Regions from separate parts of the Ovis aries genome. Here region 1 is linked to region 2. The links are chromatin contacts, called in public Hi-C maps. All regions are on one chromosome and are shown on one strand. The core of a region is the stretch at or near the end of the contact, and the rest is flanking DNA. Distances in the headings are between cores, read along the strand shown.

What was found. A called contact is a pair of places that touch in the nucleus more often than the background predicts.
Region 1: a contact with region 2 is called in a Hi-C map of mixed tissues, with 2.5 times the contacts expected there. The contact joins the promoter of TRAPPC5 here to the promoter of PEX11G in region 2. A contact is called at or near these places in 3 of 16 Hi-C or Micro-C datasets (mixed tissues, omental adipose tissue and retroperitoneal adipose tissue).

The regions. Positions count from the first base shown.
Region 1 is chr5:14,253,813-14,259,779 of ARS-UI_Ramb_v3.0, reverse strand. TRAPPC5 (trafficking protein particle complex subunit 5) reads right to left here and starts at 2,324. Exons shown (of 2, transcript XM_042250014.1): 1 at 1,918-2,324; 2 at 1-609. The coding sequence starts at 600. The coding sequence ends at 34. MCEMP1 (mast cell expressed membrane protein 1) reads right to left here. Exons shown (of 6, transcript XM_060416293.1): 3 at 5,276-5,326; 4 at 5,050-5,196; 5 at 4,673-4,741; 6 at 2,831-4,551. The coding sequence ends at 4,535.
Region 2 is chr5:14,091,164-14,096,795 of ARS-UI_Ramb_v3.0, reverse strand. It overlaps PEX11G (peroxisomal biogenesis factor 11 gamma), which reads left to right and starts at 4,257. Exons shown (of 5, transcript XM_027969709.3): 1 at 4,257-4,378.

The DNA of each region.
Region 1 (5,967 bases), core at 1,075-3,574, 160 kb before region 2:
AGGGGGCTGTCTGCTTCCTTTATCTTGGGGGGATCAGCGGCCCTCCAGGGCCCGGTCTCGGGCTATGACTGCCTCCTCGAACTTGATCATCAGCGTGGTGCCCTTGTGCCAGTGCGCTGTGACCTTGGCGGGGAAGCCGCTGTGCGTGAGCACCGCCTCCACGATGCCCGCGGTGAAGCTGGCACAGTTGAGCGTGCTGTTCTCCTTGGGCACGGAGATGTAGGTGTTGATGAGCGGCTCGCGCTCGATGATGTAGAAGGTGCGGGCATCGTCGTTGGCCTGCTCCAGCTTGTCGGCCTCCTTGCCAAAGAGCGCCTTCCACACGGCGCCCTTAACGAACAGCAGGGCACCCAGCACCTTGGTTTCACGCCGGGCACCCTTTTCGCGAGCCACCAGCGCATCCAGGACGCGGGCACCCACCTGGCGGCCCAGTGCCGCCAGGCGCGCCTGCAGCTCTGCCACGGAGAAGACGCGGCTCTGGCAGTGCTGAACCAGCTCGGAGAAGAGCAGGGCAAAGGCACTCAGGCTCACCTCGGTGCGCGGCCGGGCCAGCGCACGTTCCAGCAGTGCCGACTTCCCACGCGTGAAGCGCGCCTCCATGCCGCCTCCCTGCAGGGAGAAGAAACGTGGGTGTCAGAGGCGGGAAGGAGACCCCTCCCAACCACCTCCCGCGTGCATGCCATTGCTGATTTCCCACGTGGGAAGAGATGAGAAGAAAAGGAGAATCCACCTGCGTATAAAGCATACCTCCCTTATGAGGCTTATACCCTTGTCCAGGAGAGGGCTTGGGAGGGAGGCAAGTGGAGGGCTTCCCTGGTGGCTCAGATGGTAAAGACTCTGCCTGCAACGTGGGAGACCTGAGCTCGATCCCTGAGGAGGGAAGATCCCCTAGAGAAAGGAATGACAACCCACTCTAATATTCTTGCCTGGAGAATCCCATGGGCAGAGGAGCCTGGCTGGCTACCATCCATGGGGTCGCAGAATCATGACACAACTGAGCAAGTAACACTTCTATTCTCTGATGGAGAGGGAAAGTGGGAGGAGAGATACCCAGGAGGCACTCGAAACCTCCCCAACCCATGAGTTCCAGGTGATCTTTGTGCATTAAAAGCATCGTCCTGAACCCTTCAAGCCGGGGCCAGTAACGAGAAGACACGTGTGTGGGGAGGGGGCAGGGCATCAGACCTAGGGCAAGGAGGGGACGAGGGTGAGGAGCCGTGAGAGGACACAGCAGTAATCCCTCCCCCACCTCAGGCTCTCCAGCAGCAACAGCGCTGATTTCCCAGGGTGAAGTCAGAGGAGAGAAGTAAGGGGGTGTGGTGAGACCCAGGGCCAGGAGGGTTTGGGGCCTTGGGGAACAAGCAAGGCACATGGAGAGAGCCAGGAGAGGATGCTGGCAACCCTTCTAAACCCGCACCCTCGGGCACACCGAATTTGTCAGGCACGAAGCATGCCTCTTGGAGTAGACCCGCGTTGGTAAAAAGAGGGGAGGGGTGGCCAGGGAAGGCGCTGAGAGCCCCCCACCCTCGTGCTTTCCAGAAAACTAGCTGCACTGTGGGAAACAAGACGGAGGAGGCGGACTATCGGACCCGGGATGTGAGCGGAGCCAGGAGGGGGCGCCGTGATCCTCCCACTCCAGAGCGAGAAGCCATCGGTGGCGGGAAAGACCCGGAAGTGGGGCTGTGGGGAGAAAATCCCTAGGGGATGCTGAGACAAACACACTGTGGATCTGCGATGAGAATGGCCGCGGATGGGCGATGTCAAGGGCTCGGAGACACACACACAAACCCACCGTCAGGAGGGGTAGCTGAGAGCCCCGACCCCCCACTACGCAGGGACGGGACCAGAGGCCGGACGGGTCTGGGGAGGCTGAGACAGGGCCCCAACTAGGGTCAGCGTGGAGGATGAAAAGCGCACCGGAGGGAATTTTAGGAGCTCCAGGGCGTCCCTGCCCCGCTGCGCAGCCGCCTACATGGGGAGGGCCCAGCGCGCGAGATGGGACGGAGAGCGTAGAAACCCCTCCACCCGGCTGCCACGGGGTTGGTGAGCTAAGCCACGGAAAGACCGGGATCCCGTGACCTCGGCGCGGGTGTGGACCAGACAACGGTGCCGGGTAGGAGCCCACCCTCCTCGTGCTCCCCACCCCCGGCGGATGGGACGAGGTGGGGGATGACCGGGGATCGCGAACACCGAGACCCTGGCCCAGGACCCAAAGGCCCGCGGGGAGGGGGTCGGGAAATGGACGCGGCCCGGGCCGGGGAGGGGTCGCGGCGGGCGGGATCTCACCCGGACCTGCGGCCGCCGATTTGGCCGAGCTGCTTTACGGCGCCGTAAAGGGGGGGGCGTGCGCAGGCGCAGCGATGGGACGGGCGTGTGGGCAGGGCGCGCGAGGCGATGCCGGAGAGCGGCCGCAGTGGGGCGCACGTGTCCGTGGAACCCGACGTAAGGGCGCAGGTACCCGGGCAGGGGCCTCGCTGGCCTCGGTTAGCCCACAGTCAAGGGGACAGGGGCATGGGTCATCCCCTGCTCAGGAGTGCACGTCTGATGGTAAACAAGGGGCTCTGTGTCAGGCACGTGTGCGTCTGCTCGTCTTGGGTCACACGTACGCTCACCTTCCGGACAAACATGTCCGTGTGCATGCCCGTGGGCACAAGTTATCTGAGGGAACTTGCGACCCTGAATACATGCTTTGTGGACAGATAACATGCCGGAGCACAGTACCGTACTCAGGGGCTTATATATCCGTGAGGCCAGGCACACTTAGGGAGACGTTAATGTCAATATCTTGATTCTCTGTGCACCGATGTCTAACAGAAGCACGGAGACTACGTTTGGACGAGAAAAGAAAGAGGAGTTTTATTTTTTGCCAGGCAAAGAGGGAACGCAGCTGCCTGGGGCCTCAAGACCATTCCCCAGCCCCCAACCCCAGCCCCGGCCCTGAGGAGTCAGGAGAAGTCTAACAGGTGGGACTTCGAGTCCGGGGGTGCGGGTTGGTGGCAAGGATCAAAATGATGAAGGTCTTGCGTTTTTCTTCTTACATTATTTCAAAACAGTCAGAGCTAGTGTCAGGTGGCTCAGAAGGGAAAGAATCCGCCTGCAATGCGGGAGCCCTGGGTTCAATCCCTGGGTTGGGAAGATTCCCCGGGAGGAAGGGATGGCAACCCACTCCAGTATTCTTGCCTGGAGAATCCCCATGGACAGAGGAGCCTAGAGGGCTACAGTCCATGGAGTTGCAAAGAGTCGGACATGACTGAGCGACTAAATACACAGTGTCAGGCAACCCAATAATTGGGTCCATTGCTCTCCTGGTTATTTACTGGCGACCTGCTTTCTGAAAGGCAGAATGCTGCAAGCAGTGATTTGCTACAAGGGAGTGTAAAACAACAGGAACAGGATGTAATTCACACAGAATTAGAGTGTTAGATGCTGGGTGTAATTCACAGATTCAGAGAGTGTTAGAGGTTAGCCTTGTGAAGGACAGAGTTACAGACACTACAGATTAGTAACATTTAAAATAAAGCTAGGATTAATTAACTCTTCCAGGCCCGTTTATGCTACTTTTCTAGTCGGTTCATTTTTCCCTATATTTTCCTTGTTATCAGAAGAAAACCCTCATTTCTGTTTTGGTCCAAGAGCACACTTAGTGTTTGGTCCACAAACACTTAGTCACCCCTGGGTACAGGTTCATGGACACACAGTGATCCACTGGGTGCATTGGATCTCGCACTCCCTGCTGCCCCCAGGGCTCCTGGCATCAGGTCCACATGTTCCCCACATGACCTTTCCCATTCTCCATTCGGCACACTTACACACCCTCCCCGACCAGGTCCCAAAGCCCCCTAGCCGCACCAAACAGACGGGAAAGCCATGTGGTCTCCCTTTGGGGTTTATCATCGTGAATCATAAAATGTGAGCGCAGAAACAAATGGACACATGCGGGGACTGCTCTGAACCCTCGGCAGCGCAATCAGGCACACTCGTGTTGACACGCACTTGTTCACACCGGCATAGCGTGACAGGACACTCATCCACAATTACAGTGATACCTTCCCACGGCGTACCCACCATTCCACCCCCTCACACCTGCATCACACAACACCCAGCAGGACACATGCGTGTGTTTACGCTGACGGTGAAGTGGGCGCCTGCAACACATGTCACCGACACCCACACCTAGAGTGACACGCCTTTGTGGTCCCCACAGCCGCACACAGTGACACGAACTACACTCACGCCACGCCACAGCCCACACATGTATGTATGCCTATGCACAGTGACCCGGAAGCACACCACACTCACCACAACACCTTCCTGTGCGACACACTGAAATACCCACCCTCCTTGAAGAGCTTACCCTGACACACGCACGCACATGCACACATGCAGCTCCACAACACTCATTCGCAAGACATGAGATGTTCTACGTGTGGGAGGAAGGGCAGCTTCAGACCAGCGTGGGTCCCCATGTTCCTTCTTCAAGGAAGAAGTGCTGTCATTCCTCCACGGTGCAGCCAGGGCTGTGAGATTTTCTCACTCATTGAGGTGTGGGACCTGCAGAGAAGGGGCTGTGGTGAAGGATGGAGACCCGAGATCATACAGATCCCATTCTTGGAAGAGAGCCTGGAGCCAAATTCGGGGCCGCCCTCATTTGCTGCCCCTGGCCCCAGCTTACTTGGTTTTGACGTCTTCAGTATACTGAGGATTTCCTGTAGTGTTTTCTTGACTTCATCGATGTTTGGGACTGGAGTGGTGGGGAGACAGGAAAAAGCTGAGATGGGACACTCTTAGCTTTATTGGAAGCCTGTTCCCTGCCCGACCCCCAACCTGCAAAAGATGTCACACAATCCCAATGTACTTGGAGTTCCCAGCAGCATATATATACTCCCTGAGTGACTCGGGGTATGTTTGTCGGGGGTGACATCCGTCACCCTTCCAAACCTTGTGCTCGGGGAGGGCAGGACCCCTGCTGTCCCCTCCCCAGATTCCCCAGCACCCAACCCAGTACTGGGCACGGAGGCATATTCTCCCCGGGGAGGTCTGCCAGGGCACCTGTGGCCAGCTGCCTCCGTTTCGGGTTCCCTTCCTGGACGTTCCTCATGACTGTGTCGATGCTCTGCTTGGCTGCCGTGACACGCTGTTCCACGTTGCCCCACTGAGTCTTCTGCTCTTCCTGGTACTCTTGCACCGAAGTGGAGACTAAGGGTGTGGACTGGAGTTGTCAGAGTCACCTTCACTCCCCCTACTCCCCCAACCCCGACCCAGCTCTTCCCCTCACCGTTCCAGAGCTCCTCTTTCAAGACCACCAGCTCCCTGGACATCTCGGAATCTGTTCAGGATGTGTGGGGCAGGGGGCAAGAAAACCTTAGAAAAACTTTGGAATCACCCGAGTTCTGCAGTCAGGAGCAGCACTGGGCCTCCCCAGCTTCTGGGGACCCCTCCCCACTGCCCTCAGCCCCTTCCTCCGCCAGCAGAAAGAAACACCCCACTCACTCTTCACCAGAACCACAGCTAAGAGGACCATGCAGGACAGAGTCAAGAAGGTGTTCAGACTCATCATGGCTTTAGGCAACCAGTGGTGTCCCTGGGCAGTGTCTGAGGGTGGCCTGGACTCGGCTGGCACTGGGATAGAGGTAGGACAGCTCATCCCCAGGGCCCAACACCGCTGCTCAGCCCATCGGCACTGACTCTAACACCACTGACAGCTCTTCACCTGTACCTACTGTTCTCAGTACCATCAGCAGCTGTGGCCATCACACACTGCCCCTAGCATGTACCCCAGCCAGCACCACCAGCAGTGGCCCCTAGCACTGTCCCCATGATGCCCTCGTATGACCCCATCACCAGCATCAGTACTTGTCCTTGCCAGCACTGTCCCTATCAACAGGTCATCAGGACCTCATCAACACTTTCATCAGCTCTGTCTAGATGATCCCGTCCCAATCCACCAGCACCACCGACACCCAGAGC
Region 2 (5,632 bases), core at 3,008-5,507:
AGAATGTGGAGAAATCGGAACCCTTGTGCATTGTGGGTGGGAATGTAAAATGGTGCAGCCATTGTGAAAAATAGATTCGTGGTTCCTCATCAAGTCAGGGCTCCCCTGGTGGCTCAGATGGTAAAGCGTCTGCCTGCAATGCAGGAGACCCAGGTTCGATTCCCGGGTCAGGAAGATCCCCTGGAGAAGGAAATGGCAACCCACTCCAGCACTCTTGCCTGGAAAATCCCATGGACGGAGGAGCCTGATAGGCTACAGTCCATGGGGTTGCAAAGAGTCGGACACGACTGAGCGACTTCACTTTCACTTTCATTTTCATCAAGTCAAACATGGGGACTTCCCTGGTGGTCCAGTGGCTAAGACTGCGTTCCCAATGCAGGGGCCCAAGTTCGATCCTTGGTCAGGGAACTATATCTCACATGCTGCAACTAAGAGTTTGCGTGCGCAACCAAGACCCGGCACAGCCAAATAAACATATAAAAAATTTTTAAAAAGTCAAACATAGTAGAATGGCCTGGCAATTCTACTTGTAGGTAGGGACTGAAAGCAGGGACTAGAAAAAGTACATGTACGCCATGTTCACAGCAGCACTGTTCACAAGAGTCAAAAGGCAGAAACGAGGCTTCCCTGGAGGTCCAGTGTTTAGGAAACCACCCGCCAATGCAAAGGACACAAGTTCAATCCCTGGTCCAGGAAGGTTCTGAAGGGCAACACGCTCAGGGGCAACAGAGCCCGTGAGCCGCAACGACTGAGCGGCGTGCTGCAGTTACTGAAGCTCGCCCGCGCTAGAACCGGTGCTCTGAAATGAGAGGCCACTCCAGTGAGGAGCCCTCGCACTGCAGCTAGAGAGTAGCCCCTGCCTGTTGCATCTAGAGAAAGGCCTCCAGCAGCAACAAAGACCCAGTGTAGCAAAAAACCAAACAAAAAAAGAGGTAGAAACAATCCAAGTGTCCATCAACCAATGAGCAGCTAAAAATATGATAGAGCCAGAGCATGGGATATTATTCACCCATGAAAGGAATTAAGTACTATTGAGACGTGCACAATGCGGAGAACTTAAAAAACAGGGTCAGTGAAAGAAGCCAGACACAAATGTTCACATATTACATGATTCTATTTATAGGAAATGTCCAGAATAGGAAAATCAGTAGACACAGACAGCGAAGGGTGGTTGCTAGAGACTGGCGGAGGAGGAATAGTGTGACTGCAGGAGAGAGTGACAGGGTTTCTTTTGAGGGTGGTGAAAACTATCAAGATGGGATGTCTGTATGACACGTGAATGTACTAAAGGCCACAGAATTGTACATCTTAAAAGGGTGGACTTTTTGCTATGTGAGTGAGGGTGAAAGTCGCTTAGTCGTGTCTGACTCTTTGTGACCCCACAGGCTATACAGTCCATGGAATTCTCCAGGCAAGAATACTGGAGAGGGTAGCTGTTCCCTTCTCCAGGGGATCTTTCCAACCCAGGGATCGAACCCAGGTCTCCCGCATTGCAGGTGGATTCTTCACCGGTTGAGCCACAAGGGAAGCCCAAGAATACTGGAGTGGGTAGCTTATCCCTTCTCCAGCGGATCCTCCCAACCCAGAAATTAAACCTGGGTCTCCTGAATTGCAGGCAGATTCTTTACCAGCTGAGCTCTCAGCTATGTGAATTTCACCTCAATTAAAAAAGAAACAAAGGGGGCTTCAGTGGTGGTCCAGCGGTTAAGAATCTACCTTGCAAAGCAAGGGATGCAGGTTTGATCCCAGGTTCAGGAAGATCCACATGACAACAGAGCAACCAAGCCCACATGACACGACTACTGAGCTTGTGCCCTAGAGCCCGCTCGGCAACCTGAGAATTCACAGCAGTAAGAAGCCCTCCCACAGCAACTCTCCACAACCCCAGACAGCCTGTGCAAAGCAACAAAGACCTAGCCAAAAAATAAAATAAATAAACCTTAAACAATGAAAGGAAACAGGCTATGTTACCTCTTTGAAAGAATGTCTTTTTTTTTCCTCTTTCTTTTTTTATATTTTAGATTATGAAAGTATGGTAATACATTTATGGGAGATTTGGAAAATATAGAACATGGTTATTAATACATATAGTTTCACTATATCTTACAATTATTTTTTAAAGTAGATAAATTAAGATTTTTAGTTGGAGTTCCAATATCAAACTCTCAAAATCAATAGAATGAATATATAGAGAAGTAGAAGGGTATAGTGGGCTTCCCTTTGGCTCAGCTGGTAAAGAATCTGCCTGCAATGCAGGAGACTTGGGTTCGATCCCTGGGTTGGGAAGATCCCCTGGAGAGGGAACGGCTATCCACTCCAGTACTCTGGCCTGGAGAATTCTAGGGACTGTATAGTCCATGGGGTTGCAGAGAGAAGGATATAGTAGATCTAAAAAGGACTATGAGCCAATTCAACATAATTAAGATTTATGCAATCTTCAAACAATAGTAGGATACAAATTCTGTTCAAGTTCCCCTAGAGTATAACCTAGGAGACCCTGGAACATATCGAGGGACATAAAACAAGGTGCAAAAATTTCATGATCTAAAGGTATTGAAATTATACAGAATCTGTTTGTTCTCTTATCGCTGTGGAATTATGTGAGAAAATCAATATCAAAAGATATTTGAAAATAAATCACATATTTTTAACTGCAATGTGACATTGACCGAGAGAGATCTTTGACTTAGCCATTGAAAGCCTCAGTAAAGTTACAAGACTGAAAAAACACAGGGTGATTGCAGAGAAGAAAGCATTTAACTGAGAAATTAATATCAAATTGAGAAATTAATATCAAAGATACTTTAGAAACTCCATGTATTTGGAAATTAACTGTCCAATTTTAAATGATGGGTGAATCTAGGAAGCCATAACAAGGAAAATTAGAAAATATTTGTGATAGAATAAAAATGAAAAGAGAATTTACCAGAATTTGTTGCATGCAGCTGAAGCCGCTCAATGTAACTAAATACAATGTGGAATCTTGAATAAGGTATGAAACCAAATGCACACTAACACAAAATTTTGTGAAATTTGAACAAAATCTGTGTATTAGTCAATAATAGTGTATCACAGGTTAATTCTCTGTGCTTTGATTTTTTACAACATAGTATTTCTTTATATTCTCAGAATTGGATTAGAAGTTTCAAGCCTCTTTCAAAAAATTTTAAATCGCTAAGATAATAAACTTTCTAGACTTTTAGAAGTAATGGTAGATGCCAAAATACATGGAACTCTATCAAAGTTTTGAGTGAATATAAAATAGAAATCTGGCATTCTATTCATACTAAGTCAAACAAAAATTAGTGTCTTTGATTTTTTTTCCAGCTAGTGCATGCAGATGGCACAAAATTCAAAGACTACAGAACAGTACAAAGGTGAACATTTAATCTCTTCCCAGTGATGACTAATGGCTGGCCATCTGGCTCCACAAGGATTGAGTCATTGGCCACTGCAGTCACTGACCTTTAACACCCCCTGAAAAGAGTTCCAGGTGGAGGATCAGAAACACTGCTCTCTGCTCTGGGAAAATTGACAGGACAGGTCTTTAGATAGTGAAGATGTTTTCAGAAAAAAAAATTTATGAGTGGATTCTTGTCGATCTTCCCACACTTAGAAAAGCACTAAAATCATTAACTGCAGTATTTGCTCTTTGTAACCAGAAACAACTTTCCACTGGGATGCGTGATTACACATAATCTCCAAAATCACACACGTGCAGACCTTCCGCTCAACTCTTCCCGAGACCTCTTGGGTTATAGTCCTCAGTAAACCCCCCAATAAAACTGAATAACACAGCTCTCATGGTGTGCGTTTTTATTTCAGTCAACATCAGCCACCCAGTTATCCTCCGGGGATATTCCAGTTATCAGATTTCTGTCTATTCTAGACCGGTTCCATGCATTTCTCTTTTCGTTTTTTAAAGGGACTAGTTTACTTATGCACGAACGCAGGAACTTGGGCTTCCCAGGTAGCTCAGTGGTACAGAATCCGCCTCCCAACGCAAGAGATGCAGGAGATGCGGGTTTGACCCCTGGGTTGGCAAGATCCCCTGGAAGAGGCCATGGCAACCCACTCCAGTATTCTTGCCCGGAAAATCCCACGGAGAGAGGAGCCTGGCGGGCTGGAGTCCATGGGGTCCGCAGAGTCGGACGACTGAGCACTCAGGCACGCGGAAACACAGATGGAACCTGCGCCCCCTGTAGTCCAAGCAGAGCGTCCCAACCCACTAGGCTACCAGAGAACTCCCCAAAGTTCCCTTTTTAAAACTGCCTTACAGGACATAACAGCAAACCATGCTCTCTAAAGACAAGCCGACAAAGCAGAAAGGGTGAAGCAGAAAAATTAGAAAACTTTCTTCTTGGACCACAGCAAACAGGTTGGTGCTTTTGCTTGGAATCTTTATGTGTGCGTGTGTGTAACTGGTTAACTTTGAAAACATGGTTAGCGACCTCAGACCGTCCACCTAGGTGCACAGGGCCAGGAGAAACCACAAGTAGAGGTCCCAAAGCCGCAAACCTCACCGCTCCCAGAAGCAGACAAAGGGCAGAGTCCCGGACAAAGGGTCGCGCCAGCGCCTGCGCAGAAAGCTCCCAGGAACGCACCCCGCCTGGACTGCGCAGGGCCCGCCCCTGCCGCGGCGAACTGGCGTCACGGTGTCGTCACGGCGGAGTCGCTATGGTGGCCCTGAGCGATCTGGCGTCGGCGCTGGAGTCCTATAGGGGTCGCGATCGCCTGGTGAGGCTGGGAAGGAGCGAGGCCAGAGGTCCTGGAGTCCGGCCAAAACCCAGAGACCGGGACGTTGAGGCCAGAGAGGGAGCGGGGTCACTCAGGATCCCTCCAGGGCAGATGCTCTGTCCCCTAGCGGTGGACATGTAGGTTCTTCCTGCCACCCCAAACGACTGGACATTCACAGTACCAGCCAGATCCTCACGTTTGTGCATTTGAATCCAGCCGGACCACTGGAGCTGGTCCCAAACAATGTCGTATGAGAATTGGGGGTGTGGCAGGGCTCCCTTAGGGCTGGACATTTGGGTTCTGACTAAATCCCCTGAAGTTGGGCACTTAGGTTGCTCTGGCAAGTTCGGCCTGGCCAGACATTCCCATGCCAAACAAACCCATGTTTGGACATTTAGGATCAGACTAAGCCACTATAGTTAGTTCCTCGGTTGTCGAAAACTAATATGGGAATATAAGATTTTGCACTGCTTTCCCCGTGGCTGGATGTTTAGGTTCTGACCTTCCGCTCAACTCAGATTGGGAATGTAGATTGTTCCTTCCAGGCCGCTGAGGTCGGACTCTGAGCTTGTCCCAATCAATCTCTTACAGGTAGGCATTCCAGTTGTATCAGGGAATGTACCAGTGGCTGGGCATTTAGGTTCTAGGCAAATCCTCTCTGATTGAGTATTCAGATTCTAAATTCCCTGGAGAAGGAAATGGTACCCCACCCCAGGATTGTTGCCTGGGAAATCCCATGGACAGAGGAGTCTGGTGGGCTACAGTCCATGGGTTTGCAAGAGTCAGAGGCGACTTGGTGACTAAACAACAAGAAAGCTGGACTTAAAATGCAGTGTTTTTGCCCTTACGAAGGTGCAGAAAGGAATTCCAAGTAAAAATAATATATAAAACAACA